Linked DNA regions of Xenopus tropicalis: region 1 is linked to region 2. Evidence: chromatin contacts called from public Hi-C data. All regions are on one chromosome and are shown on one strand. Each heading gives the region's core, a stretch centred on a gene start, on an enhancer-like site or on the middle of the called end of the contact. The rest is flanking DNA. Distances are from core to core; before and after follow the strand shown. Region 1 holds the start of klf6 (Kruppel-like factor 6). Region 2 has its middle 59 kb from the start of klf6.

What was found. Hi-C and Micro-C count contacts between places; a contact is called where the count stands out from the background.
Region 1: a Hi-C map of neurula embryo shows a contact between it and region 2, with 1.8 times the contacts expected there. The contact joins the promoter of klf6 here to the enhancer-like site in region 2. A contact is called at or near these places in 2 of 5 Hi-C or Micro-C datasets (gastrula embryo and neurula embryo).

The regions. Positions count from the first base shown.
Region 1 is chr6:20,641,322-20,648,626 of UCB_Xtro_10.0, reverse strand. It overlaps klf6 (Kruppel-like factor 6), which reads left to right and starts at 4,368. Exons shown (of 4, transcript NM_001007505.1): 1 at 4,368-4,716. The coding sequence starts at 4,615.
Region 2 is chr6:20,581,810-20,588,624 of UCB_Xtro_10.0, reverse strand. No RefSeq gene overlaps it. Among named protein-coding and RNA genes, the nearest start is that of klf6, 59 kb to the left of the region's middle. Within about 2 kb of position 5,209, at least 1 of the 11 cell types and tissues checked has an H3K27ac peak or open chromatin away from gene starts, as enhancers often do. A contact at or near this core is called in neurula embryo, where this site is marked.

The DNA of each region.
Region 1 (7,305 bases), core at 3,119-5,618, 61 kb before region 2:
GCAGGCTGGCCTGAAACCAGCTCATTAACATGCCTTTCACACAGATGTGGCAGTGGCCAAACTTGGTGCAACACTGCTAACTTTTTCAGCTTTTACAACAATGTTGCACTTCTGAAGCAAATAGAGATTGTTACGCTATTCATACAGCACTTGACAATCCACCGTTATTATTTAACAAGCGCAACTCGTGCTGCTTCTAAAAACCTCTGATCACTTGATTTTAGACTCATATCACCGGGCAGTGCTATTTGTAGCACTTTGGTGCAACATGTGCAGTCTCCCTGTGTATATTCATCTGCACATGAGGTTAACAGATTTTTACCCTTAGTGAAGGATATCTATAAGACAAACACACTATACTGTTTCAATAGTTTTTGTACAGCCCTTAAATATTTTTCATGGGACCCTGTATTAACCTGCTGAGTACATAGAATTATCCTCTCCATTATTCCCTGAGTCATATTCTTCATTAGAGTATAAATAAACAAAGTTTTAGCACACAGATGTAAAAAAAAGCAATGAGCAGTGCCAATAAGAGGATCCTGTTTTAGTTATCAGTGGGTCTAAATAGGCCTCCATTACAAATGCATAAATCCTTAGCATCATTTGCTGGAACAGTTATAGCTTCAATACAAGTTATAGCTTCCCCTCGGTATAAAGTATATCATACACTAGAAGATTTGGTCTGGCAGTCCAGGAGTAAAGATCTGTATGGACAAAAATAATGCCCTCCTATATCAATACTGTATTTGATCAGTGGTTGCTTAGCTACTGATCAGGTGGGGCATTTCACAACTGAATGTGGAAGGGGGACCTTGGCCAACAAAGCCTGCAAAATATAAAAGAAGGCCTGTGAATAAAACAAGTTTATTAATCTGATTGGGCAACATTGCCAAACAAGTTGAAATTTGCAACATTTGGGTCCACACCAAGATAATTTTGATTTACAGTCTGTAATAAACAGATTTAGGCAGGGCAAGTCAAATGCTTTCAGGTATTTATAGTATAAACTTGTATCTACAGTCATCAGCTGAACCGATGAACAGCTCTCACTTGATGGTGAGGCTAAACGAATGGCCATGGGACTGTACTTGCCATGTTGGCTACTATTGTGTGTAGCCAGACTTACCAATAATCAAGCACATTCAATCCTGTTTATATTCCGCTTTAGACAAAATAATGGGAGGTCTGTGTATGGAAGTCCAGGGCGATCAGTCACGTAATCAATGTGGTTTTACCAGAATATAACTGTGCTTACAAGAACATTTACAAATATGTTGGTTAAGAACCCCATATATGGGATCCTCAAACCATCCTGCCTGTTCTAAATGGCTCCAAGTTCATATCATGTAGCCAAAGAGCTGAAAGATGCACCTGTATGTATGTATGTATATCTTTATATACGCAGCACTGTACATAACCTGTAGTAACCTGTACATTTTGGCTGTCAATATGAATGACCAAATTATACCAGCCAACTGTGTTTATTCCTTAAGTCAGTAAAACCCCATATAAACCCTGCACACCAGAAAAAACTTCCTTAGGGTGGTATAGTTAAAAAAAAACATTTTATTCATCAAAACCATGACGTTAAAAAGTTTTTATACTTTAACAATATATATCCATCAAGAAACAAGTACATACATACCACCCCGCAATTTGATTGAAAAAAAAAAAAAGAGGATATGAAGGCACATACTCTGGATGAGAGAATACCCCAACGTTTCGGCTCAAACGCCTTTGTCAAGGGAGCTCCTTGATCTCCTAGTCAGGCTAGATGCAGAGATTTTCTAGTCATGTGTGTAACTATATAAATATGTTGACATGCTGAAAACGTTGATTTCTCTTCTATAAACATATATTAAACTGGTGGTTCTGTGCCTATAAAATACACAGGGGGATGGGAGTTCAGAGAGCAGCAGATATGACCAAAAGGGGAACTAGGATTTCTGAGATCCTGGCAGTTCAAGCAATAAACTTCAGTACATTTCCAAAGAGAAGAGAAGGAGGGGGGGTCAGGAGGAGGAGGAGTGTGTCGGGCTGACGACTCCTCCCCCTACTGGAGTGAATGATACTGAACAGAAAAAGTGGTAAACAACCGAAACTCCATTTTAAATCTTTGCAAAGGATACAGGGAGAGGGGGGGATTGTGGGCACTGCAAAGGCTTGCATTTCTTTTTAATTCACTGCATGCCACCGAGGCCGGTACTGCAAAATGAGCTGTGATACCAGCAAATTACTGTACAGTCAGTCCTTACCATACTTAGACTGTAAGCTCTATGGGGAACAGACCTCCCTCCATCTATATCTAACACTTCCCATTTAATCTTAACTATATCTGTCGAAATGTACTATTTATGTTCTGTTTGCCGTGTCGGCTCTGCTGATGTATTGTTTGAAATGTATTCTAGAAGCACTGTATAAATACAAATATACATACATGCCGGAACAGGCTCTCTGAAGTGCAAGCTGTATATTTTTAACAGTATCATAAAACAAATAAAAGGAACTTCCTAAACCACTACAAAGTGTAATGTTATTCACCAGGGCTGGCTGTTTAAAGTGTGCAAAACTGAAAGGATTCCCCATGATTACTCACCCTGAATTATTTATGGGAGCAAACAAAAAGTACCTGAAATACTCATTGCATTTACAAGGTAAGCTGCACTCCTCATGGAGATTAATAGGGCCCCTAGCCAGGAATCCATTGGCTTTGCAGGAAATAGGCTAATGCAGAAGAGCAAATTCCAGTTGCTGTCAGTGACAGTAAGAGGAATATGGCTGGGGTAATGAGGATATGTCACTGCATTTTCGGTTAATGGACTCTGCCAAAGGGCAATGTGCTGTTGCTGACACAGACAGCTCCAACATGCCAGTCTGAAGCTGCTTCTCTTCCACTGACCTTTCACATACATTGCAGGGAAGCCTGGAGATGGGGCTGCCCTGGGTTTTCGGATATAATGAGCCAGTTCCTAGGATACCTGCTAGTAAAACAGGGAGAGGGGGGTAAATAACATAGCCAAACAAGTCAGCAATTGGTATTATTTACATGAAAAAAAATACTCAAGTCTTTTGTCTGTAGCCATTGAGCTGTTCCTGAACTACATGTCCCATAATCCTCCAGCAGCCAACACCATCATCCATTTACCATTTTGGAAGAAAGCCGATACTTATAACCTTGTTTTTTACTTAGATTGTAAGCTCTACGGGGCAGGGACCTCCTTCCTACTGTGTCTCATACCTCATGGCACTTACTCCCTGTGTATTTATATATATTTATTTATTATATCACTTGTCCTCCCTGTGTGTAATTGTGTATTCTGTAAGATTGTACAGCGCTGCGTACCCTTGTGGCGCTTTATAAATAAAGTTATACATACATACATACATACATACATACATTTTGCCTATAATCGCAAATTATGCTTCTCTTGACCAGGAAGTCAGGCATGCAAATAAAACAAATACAAATCAAACCAAATATTATATATGTCAACACACATAACAAACTATACTAATCACACAGGTCTATACTGTTCTCCAAGGCTAAGGAATCAGAATATTTGTTTTATTTTTATTTGTAGTAGCCCTTTGGAAGCTTACTGGTTGCTACTGGCAACAGCACTTAGGCAATTTATAACCTATGCCCGTAAATCAAACCCTGTCACATGAGTAGAACTTATATACAATTTTTTATTGCTTTTTCAGCTGCAGTCACCAGCACCCCATACACCAAAACAGAATTACAGCTCGGGAACCCAATATGCGTATAAACGAGATAAAATGGCTCTCGCCAGCGTCAAAGTAACTACCGACACACTACTTGTGATAGTTTTGAACTTATTTTAATGTCAAGTATAGGCTCTAGCGCTATAAGTGAGCCCACACTGTAATTTCAACGCACATTAAGAGCTTATCATTGCCCGTACAAATAATATTTCAGTCAGAGAGCGCTACAAGAAGCGCAGCAGTGCTACTGCTCACATGCGCTCCGAGCGGCCACAGACCGCACTGTACCGAACCGCCGTGTAGTCCTTGCCTTATATACCCATCTAAAAATAGCTGGTCCGTCCCACCAGCTACCCGAGGGGAGGGGGCTGAATTTTCGAATCGAACCAATCACCGCGGCTGTCACGGACGGATTTCGTCACGCCAGAGGCATGCCCCGATGCCCCGCGTTCGCCGATTGGACGCAGCTGACATCATAGAAGCGCTTCGACCCCAACCTGCGCCTGATTGGCCGCCCCGACTGAGCCGGCGTAATGAGGATCACGTGGGGGAGGAGGCAGGCTTGGAGGTTTGAATAGGGAAGTTTTGCAGAGGTTTTACATTTCCAGTGTTTGCAAATATTGTCAGCACTGAGCAAGCTCCTCTGCTCCGAGGGGGGATCCAGCCTGCTGGGCGGCGTGGGGCTTCTGTTTATATGATTATTTCAATTGCTATGCAATGACCTTTGCATGAAACTGTGGAGTTATCATCCCATTCCGGGACGGATTGATTGTGCTTTTCCACCCTTGGGGGATCCTATTGGTTTGGAGCATCTCTCACCTCTGTCGCTTGCGTTTGCCCGATTTCTCCCTGTCTGTAGCGATTTAGTTGCGCTTCCTGTTGACCATGGATGTTCTCCCCATGTGCAGCATTTTCCAGGAGCTGCAGATTGTGCATGACACTGGCTATTTCTCTGCTTTACCTTCCCTGGAGGAATATTGGCAACAGGTAAATCAACACATTTATTTCCTATGTGTCTGTTTCATTCATTGCCCACAACTGTCACCTCCATAGGGGGGTATTAGAGCCAGTGCATTGCATTATTATTATTATTGCATGCCTAAGTGTCATTTATTTCTATTACCCCCCCCATTAAAAAAAAATATATCTATTCAGCTCATTTTTTATAAATCTCAACCCTAAAAGCACCAAGATAAAGGCTAAGTGCAGCCTTAGTGACTGCCAACCTGCAGCTGTGCCTTCAGCTTGCAACTGACAGCTAGAGGCTCACCGGGGGTACTGGGAGTTCTTTTATTTATTTATTTTCCTTTGCTACTTGGATATGACTATTTATCCTAAATGCCTGCCCCTGCAAAAATAATAATGTATATAAATATATATTTTATTACTGCTGCTTTAGAGCCGTGCAAGGCTGACAGTTTGAATGGTACGCTCGTCTGATTTACCAACATGTGCCAATGTAACGAGACTGAAAATGTTTGCGGCTCTAACCATAAACCATTAACCATAAACCTACCGGACTGGCCAGTGCCCTGGGCATCTTCGTTGGCAGCCAGATGGGCATGTAGAAAGCAGTGCCTTAGTTACAGGGGGAAATCAGCAACCACTGCGTAGAACAAGAGCTGGATTCCCGTCGGCTTAACCTTATGCATACCAGACTGGTGCCCAACGCATTGCGCATCCCTATTGGCATTCAAATGGTCACGCACAAGTGATGGTTCCATTTCAGGAAAAAGGAAGAGCTGCACGGTGTAGGAGACTCGTTAACTGTTGCTAGCCAGGCCCCCCCCCCGGTGACAGTTAGAAGCGCCTTCCCATCCAGCCTAGCTTGGGTTTCACTAACCCTGCAAACCATTTTTGGCACCAACATGAATCTTGCAGCCAGTCCAAACTCCACAGCTGGGTCTTGTCATCCAAGCCTCCAGCGTCTGTCAACTTATCCCTGTCATTACTTGCTCATCAAACAGCCATTTTATTTCCCTTTTTTGCTCTATTTTAGATTGTTACCTTATTTTATTATAAAACAAAAACCAAGATTGGGTGAAAACATGGAAAATTTCATTGGGGGGGAATATGAATGTTGCTGAGAATGAAACGTGACAGCGTCTAATTGCCCTTATTCTTTCAAAATATCCATTGTAGTCTGCCCCCATTGTATTCCTTTCCCCCAAACAATAAAAGCCCTTTATTCTGAGATCATCGTGTCAAAAGGTGCCGATTGGATTTGCCCATTGTTTCTTTTTTTATTTTAGAAGAAGTGACTTATGTTTGTCCTTGTTCCCCCATTTACAGATGTTTACGCTTTAACAAAACGAATTAAGAGATCAAATGTCTGGCTGTTTGTTTGGGGGCAGGCAAGGGGGGGGGGGTTGGTTTGGTTTGGTGAGCCAAACACTAATGTGTTACAACCTTCACATTCCTGGTTAATTGTATTCCCCCCTCCATCAAAAGGGCAGAGATCTTCAGAGTGTGATTGAAATTGATCTAAGTAGTTTCCTTCAGGCATTTTAGAGATTGGCTCGGAGCCAAGTCATGTTTTCCCGAAGCCTTCAGAGACCTTTAAAACTAATACAGAGCTCTTCCCTGGGTCTCTGTGCTCATCAACATAATGGGGTATTTAAATTCTTTGCAATATTAAAGTTTAACAGCATCACAATCAATGCTTTTTTTTTTTTTTTTTTTTTTTTTATCCCCCTCCTCCCTCAGGATCAATAAAATGCATTTCCCCCCCCTCCAGATTCTCCTTCAACAGCAAAACAGTTGTTTAATTCTAGGCGGAAAAAAAGTAACCATTGATTTTTTTTTTTTTTTTTCCACTGTGCCATCAGTTTGAGTTATGTGTTCAGTGAAGACCACAAGGAAATGCAGCATTTAGTGCAGTAATATGTTATAGTCCAATCTCTCCTAAGGCAAGGCAGCAGCACAAATATGCCTGGTATTTTAATTGCTGGCCTCTTCAAGCAACAGGGACTCTATATCTTTGGCAGAAAAAGAGCTTGGGTGTAAAAATTATTAACCAGACTAAGAAATGAAAATTAATTGTAAAATCAGGAACCAATTTGGGCGGCGGGGGGGGGGGCTATGGTTTGCTTAAGCTTCCTCTTTATGTTTCAGGGTTAAGCTAAAAAAGAAACTCTGCATACTGGAGGCTGCATCCTTCTGTATTTTGCACCACATGTAGATGTAGACAAGAGCGCCTTTTGGTTAAGCTTTCAATAGGAAGTCTCTTGGCATGACGTGAAAGGAATGCAGATGACTCATCTAGTTGCACTGTTGGCCACCAGATTTAAATTCTTGCCCATTGTATTATTTCCAGAAGCTTCTATGCGACAAGTCTGTTCCCACATACAAATGTTAGATCATTAAAACCTACCCTTATTGTGTGCTTCTTCAGTTGTGGTAGATATTGTGTATTATTAGATGGGTTTTGCCTGACCAAGGAAACCGTTGGCTACATTATCTTAGATATACATGCTGGTATTGGATGTGGCTAGTTTTTAGTGGTCTTGCTATTAACATTGTCCTACCTATTCAATGATAGATGGACCAAACCTCAAGTTGTGTAGTTGTAGGTGG
Region 2 (6,815 bases), core at 3,960-6,459:
TTGAAATGGGTCATCTGTCCTCTGGCTTTGACTTTTCTATAGTTTTATGAATTGACTTTTTTTTTTCTTATGATATCGTTTATGTTTTCAGCAACATAAAATGAACAATACATATTATATCCTTTTTCTATTAAAAATGCATAAACATATGGTTAGCTGCAGACTCTATTCCTATATGATCTATGAAAGGACTGGGGTTGGCTCCTAGAGATACCTCCACAGTCCTTTTTTGACCCCTGGAAGAGAGATCTCTGCCGGTACAGAAGGAGAGTAGAACCTTGGATATTACAGCGCTACCAGAAAGCATCTACAGTATAAATGCTTTTTATCTTTCCCTTTGGCAGATGCCTTTTTGTACCACCCCTATATTTCAGCAGGTCAGTCAAGTACAGTGCTGTTGGCCATGATTCAGCCATTACCAGAAAGAGATTATAGGAAAGTGAAACCTAAAGTCACTGGGTGATGCCAGTTTGTTACTCACTAGCATTAAGTCAAAATACTAACCTTCTGGGGTGGGGGAAGCTGGAACCCCTCTGTGTATATTGGTTTTGTTTTTCTTCAAATGTGGGGGAAGATGGACTTTCACTGCATGGAGTTACAAATGGGTAGGCCCATCGGGGGGTCCCCATACACAAGCAGCTATTTAGTGCAGTTTTTTTTTTTGAGTGCAAATTGCCATGTTTTTTAGCCACAAATACTTATACTGTAATGTCACCCACTGTGACTTACAGCACTTACATTTGCCCATTTGTGTCTGTTAGTTACCCCTCCCATATAGATTGTAAGCTCTACGGGGCAGGGACCTCCTTCATCTTGTGTTTCTGACTCTTATTGCAACTGTACCTTGTATTTATTTGTATTTATTGTTGTACTTTGTATTTATCCATTATCTTTAACCCCCTGTTTGTATTAATGAATTCTACTGTACAGCGCTGCGTACATAAGTAGCGCTTTATAAATAAAGATATACATACATACATACAATTCAGAGATTTTCCCAGAATTCCAGTGCCACAGTGGGCCCCCTGGGAGTTGCAGATACATCAAAACAAATACAATTGTGTTCATGTGAGCTTAAGTTTGCTGTGTCTATTAATGCAACCCACTGTTTCAAGCCTGGAATTATAGGCTTGGTCACGTTCAGGGTGGCGGTATTGCATCAATAGTGGATCTAGGTGCAATTCAGTAGACCAGGCAGAATAGGCACAATAGTGCCTTCAGTAAATGTCATTTGGCCATTTTAGCGTTCCTGAACTTAAGCCTAAAATTTCAAAGATCTTTCATATAAGGGCAGATTTATATTTATCAAAATGTGAGATTAGAGCTCACAACAAAAAAATACACCTATACTTTCACTCCTATGTTTTTTTTAGAAGTGTATTTATTAACGGGGTTACCATTAATTAAATACACTTCTAAAAACCCCATAGGAATAAATAAACACTTTTTGCAGTGAACTATCTCCCATTTTGATAAATCAGCCCCCAAGTTTTGAAATAAACTAAGATATTTCTAATTCAAATAACTTGACCGTATTTTATATAACTGGTATATACCTGTAAATCTATAACAAATACCTATTGTATAATTTATAAGGAGCCTATCCTATTTACAGCCAAGCAGAACAGATATAAGTCTTCTTGGTTTAACCACCCATATGCACAAATACGCCATAGACTTCAGTTCATTTCTAACCACTTGATCTTCAGTGTTGGGACCATGTACAGTTTGCCCATTTAAACCTTCAGCCATTTGGCCTGATCAGTTTAGACATCCATATGTGCCCATATTGTACTAATATCCAACCAATCCTATATCAGCCTATGGGATGGAATCCCCAAAAGAAATATAGCTACTATTAGGGGCACATTTACTAATGCACGAACGGGCCGAATGCATCCGAATGCGTTTTTTTCGTAATGATCGGTATTCGCAACTTTTTCGTAGCCATTCCAAATGTTTCGCAAAATGTTGCGACTTTTTTGTAGCATTACAACTTGCGCGAATTGTCACGACTTTTTCGCAGCTTTCGCGCCGAGTACGAAAGTTTCGGATTCATTCAAGCTTCAGTATGGTGACTTTTCTTGGGCCAGGTTGGAGCTGCAGAGTGCCATTGAGCCCTATGGGAGACTTTCCTTGGGCCGGGTTGGAGCTGCAGAGTGCCATTGAGCCCTATGGGAGATTTCCTTGGGCCGGGTTGGAGCTGCAGAGTGCCATTGAGCCCTATGGGAGACTTTCCTTGGGCCGGGTTGGAGCTGCAGAGTGCCATTGAGCCCTATGGGAGACTTTCCTTGGGCCAGGTTGGAGCTGCAGAGTGCCATTGAGCCCTATGGGAGACTTTCCTTGGGCCAGGTTGGAGCTGCAGAGTGCCATTGAGCCCTATGGGAGATTTCCTTGGGCCGGGTTGGAGCTGCACAGTGCCATTGAGCCCTATGGGAGACTTTCCTTGGGCCAGGTTGGAGCTGCAGAGTGCCATTGAGCCCTATGGGAAACTTTCCTTGGGTCGGGTTGGAGCTGCAGAGTGCCATTGAGCCCTATGGGAGACTTTCCTTGGGCCGGGTTGGAGCTGCAGAGTGCCATTGAGCCCTATGGGAGACTTTCCTTGGGCCGGGTTGGAGCTGCAGAGTGCCATTGAGCCCTATGGGAGATTTCCTTGGGCCGGGTTGGAGCTGCAGAGTGGCATTGAGCCCTATGGGAGACTTTCCTTGGGCCGGGTTGGAGCTGCAGAGTGCCATTGAGCCCTATGGGAGACTTTCCTTGGGCCGGGTTGGAGCTGCAGAGTGCCATTGAGCCCTATGGGAGACTTTCCTTGGGCCGGGTTGGAGCTGCAGAGTGCCATTGAGCCCTATGGGAGATTTCCTTGGGCCGGGTTGGAGCTGCACAGTGCCATTGAGCCCTATGGGAGACTTTCCTTGGGCCAGGTTGGAGCTGCAGAGTGCCATTGAGCCCTATGGGAAACTTTCCTTGGGCCGGGTTGGAGCTGCAGAGTGCCATTGAGCCCTATGGGAGACTTTCCTTGGGCCGGGTTGGAGCTGCAGAGTGCCATTGAGCCCTATGGGAGACTTTCCTTGGGCCAGGTTGGAGCTGCAGAGTGCCATTGAGCCCTATGGGAAACTTTCCTTGGGTCGGGTTGGAGCTGCAGAGTGCCATTGAGCCCTATGGGAGACTTTCCTTGGGCCGGGTTGGAGCTGCAGAGTGCCATTGAGCCCTATGGGAGATTTCCTTGGGCCGGGTTGGAGCTGCAGAGTGGCATTGAGCCCTATGGGAGACTTTCCTTGGGCCGGGTTGGAGCTGCAGAGTGCCATTGAGCCCTATGGGAGACTTTCCTTGGGCCGGGTTGGAGCTGCACAGTGCCATTGAGCCCTATGGGAGACTTTCCTTGGGCCAGGTTGGAGCTGCAGAGTGCCATTGAGCCCTATGGGAAACTTTCCTTGGGTCGGGTTGGAGCTGCAGAGTGCCATTGAGCCCTATGGGAGACTTTCCTTGGGCCGGGTTGGAGCTGCAGAGTGCCATTGAGCCCTATGGGAGATTTCCTTGGGCCGGGTTGGAGCTGCAGAGTGGCATTGAGCCCTATGGGAGACTTTCCTTGGGCCGGGTTGGAGCTGCAGAGTGCCATTGAGCCCTATGGGAGACTTTCCTTGGGCCGGGTTGGAGCTGCAGAGTGCCATTGAGCCCTATGGGAGATTTCCTTGGGCCGGGTTGGAGCTGCACAGTGCCATTGAGCCCTATGGGAGACTTTCCTTGGGCCAGGTTGGAGCTGCAGAGTGCCATTGAGCCCTATGGGAAACTTTCCTTGGGCCGGGTTGGAGCTGCAGAGTGCCATTGAGCCCTATGGGAGACTTTCCTTGGGCCGGGTTGGAGCTGCAGAGTGCCATTGAGCCCTATGGGAGACTTTCCTTGGGCCGGGTTGGAGCTGCAGAGTGCCATTGAGCCCTATGGGAGACTTTCCTTGGGCCGGGTTGGAGCTGCAGAGTGCCATTGAGCCCTATGGGAGACTTTCCTTGGGCCAGGTTGGAGCTGCAGAGTGCCGTTGAGCCCTATGGGAGACTTTCCTTGGGCCAGGTTGGAGCTGCAGAGTGCCATTGAGCCCTATGGGAGACTTTCCTTGGGTCGGGTTGGAGCTGCAGAGTGCCATTGAGCCCTATGGGAGGCTTTCCTTGGGCCGGGTTGGAGCTGCAGAGTGCCATTGAGCCCTATGGGAGACTTTCCTTGGGCCGGTTGGAGCTGCAGAGTGCCATTGAGCCCTATGGGAGACTTTCCTTGGGCCAGGTTGGAGCCACAGAGTGCCATTGAGCCCTATGGGAGACTTTCCTTGGGCCGGGTTGGAGCCGCAGAGTGCCATTGAGCCCTATGGGAGACTTTCCTTGGGCCGGGTTGGAGCCGCAGAGTGCCATTGAGCCCTATGGGAGACTTTCCTTGGGCCGGCTTGGAGCTGCAGAGTGCCATTGAGCCCTATGGGAGACTTTCCTTGGGCCGGGTTGGAGCTGCAGAGTGCCATTGAGCCCTATGGGAGACTTTCCTTGGGCCGGGTTGGAGCTGCAGAGTGCCATTGAGCCCTATGGGAGACTTTCCTTGGGCCGGGTTGGAGCTGCAGAGTGCCATTGAGCCCTATGGGAGACTTTCCTTGGGCCGGGTTGGAGCTGCAGAGTGCCATTGAGCCCTATGGGAGACTTTCCTTGGGCCGGGTTGGAGCTGCAGAGTGCCATTGAGCCCTATGGGAGACTTTCCTTGGGCCGGGTTGGAGCTGCAGAGTGCCATTGAGTCCTATGGGAGGCTTCAATACGAAAAAATCGCGACTTTTCGCGCAAGTCGTAATGGTTACGAAAAAGTTGCGAAGATTTCCGAAAAATCGTAACGGCGACAAAAAAATCGCAAAAAAATACGAAAAAAACGCAAAATGTTCGTTTTCCAATCGGAATTTTTCCAATTCGGATTCAGATTCGTGGGTTAGTAAATGTGCCCCTTAGTGTACAATTCTGGTGGATATTTGTGTTTGGGACACAAGCAGAGAATATTATGTGATGTATTAAATACTCAAGTTTAGAGTCTTTGAATTGTTTGGCTCTAGTGCCTAATTAATGAGTGTCCCTTTGATGTATGGACTGAAGCAACACAATAGAACTTTTCTTTTATCCACACTCCTGCTGTGAGGGCCGTCTGGACTGTACCAATATTTGTTCTCAGCAGGGTAAAGCATCCTTAATGAAGTTCAGACACATTACCTTCAGAACACACCACATGCCCTGTCAATGGGATAAGACCAGGCCTGGACTAGGGATCTGTGGATTCTGGCAATTGCCAGAGGGGCTACTGTAAGATCCCATAGACAGCCATTATTGAGTCTGCTGGAGGGGGGTTGTTTGGGCCTCTGTGTACCTATTCTGAATCCCAGTCCAAGCCTGGATAAGACTATTTTGGCCATAGGAAAGAAGCTTTGAAAATGTGCTCCACCTCCCCCATTAAATTCAGCCAGTTACATCCCTTCCATGTGCAGGCACACCAACTGAACTACCTCTCAGATGCAGGAAGAATCATCCAGACTGGGAGGACCATGCTGTCTGGGAATCATAGATGTTTTGGGGTAGCTTCCAAAACTGTGACCGACGTCATAAAACCAAGTTTGACCAACTTTTTGGCCGACTTTTTGTTGAATACATTAATATAAAATGGTTGTTTGTGGTGCAATATTTCAGTTTACACCCAATCTTCTACTGCAAAATGTGACAGGCTGTGATTCTCTGCAACCAAATGACTTTGGTGATTGAAATGATGCTGGAACTGCCTGATTCAGTGCTTTCCTAGATGAGGTAGGTGGTTAGAGACTTAAAATGATGATTCCTGCCCCTGCCTTGAATGCTTGTCTCTGGCTTCAATTCAGCATTAATGGTGTAATTAAAATATAACATGGCCGTTATCCATTTTGTATTAGAGAAGAAAATGTGAATGACCAACTAGTTCAAGGGTGGTACAGATAACCTTCTGGCCTCGAGACAAAACACAAAGGTAGAAATGAAATGAAGTCAAATTTCAGATTGTCTCAGAATATTATTTAGTACTCCATACAAAAATGTAATTTGCAGGTAGCTTTCCCTTTCATTAACTTGCCACGTAAGCAAGTGTGGTCACTTGATGGATGACATTATTGCACCAGTGTCAGGATAAAGGATGACTCCCGCTGAGACGTTCCCCCTGTCCATGCATCTCTGTCTCCTGTCATTGACTTAACATGGAAAATAAATATAGCATCATCAATACCAGATGTTTTGGGGTTCAAACCTCTTCGCAAGACTTGCTCAGCTCCAGCTTAGTGCACAGAAAACTATGGCTGCAACTGCCCCTAAGCTATGGCACCCACCTCCAAATATCTATTCAACGGGGAAGTATCACAGAAACAAAGATTTAGGGGGGCATATACTAAGGTTCAATTATTTTTTTCATAATTGTGCCAAAATATGGTTTTGTAGCAAAAAATACTTGATTTTGCCATTTTTTAAGCATCAAAACTGCAACAAATAACACCACCTAAAAGCTATTGAGATCATGTAGAAGTCAATTCATTTTTTCAACTGGTTTTAGAGGTTTTCAGGGTTATTTCATTTGTGCAACAATACGAAGAAGATGCGGCTTAAGGTCCCCATACATGGAACGATAGTAGCTGCCGATTGTATGGGAACTCCCGACGGGCATGCCCGACCGATATCAGGCCTGAAATCAACCAGATTTTGATCGGGCAGGTTAGAAAATCTAGTCGGATCGGGGACCGCATCGGCTCTTTGAATCCAAAGAGCCGATGCGGTCCCCGGATCGACTTTTCC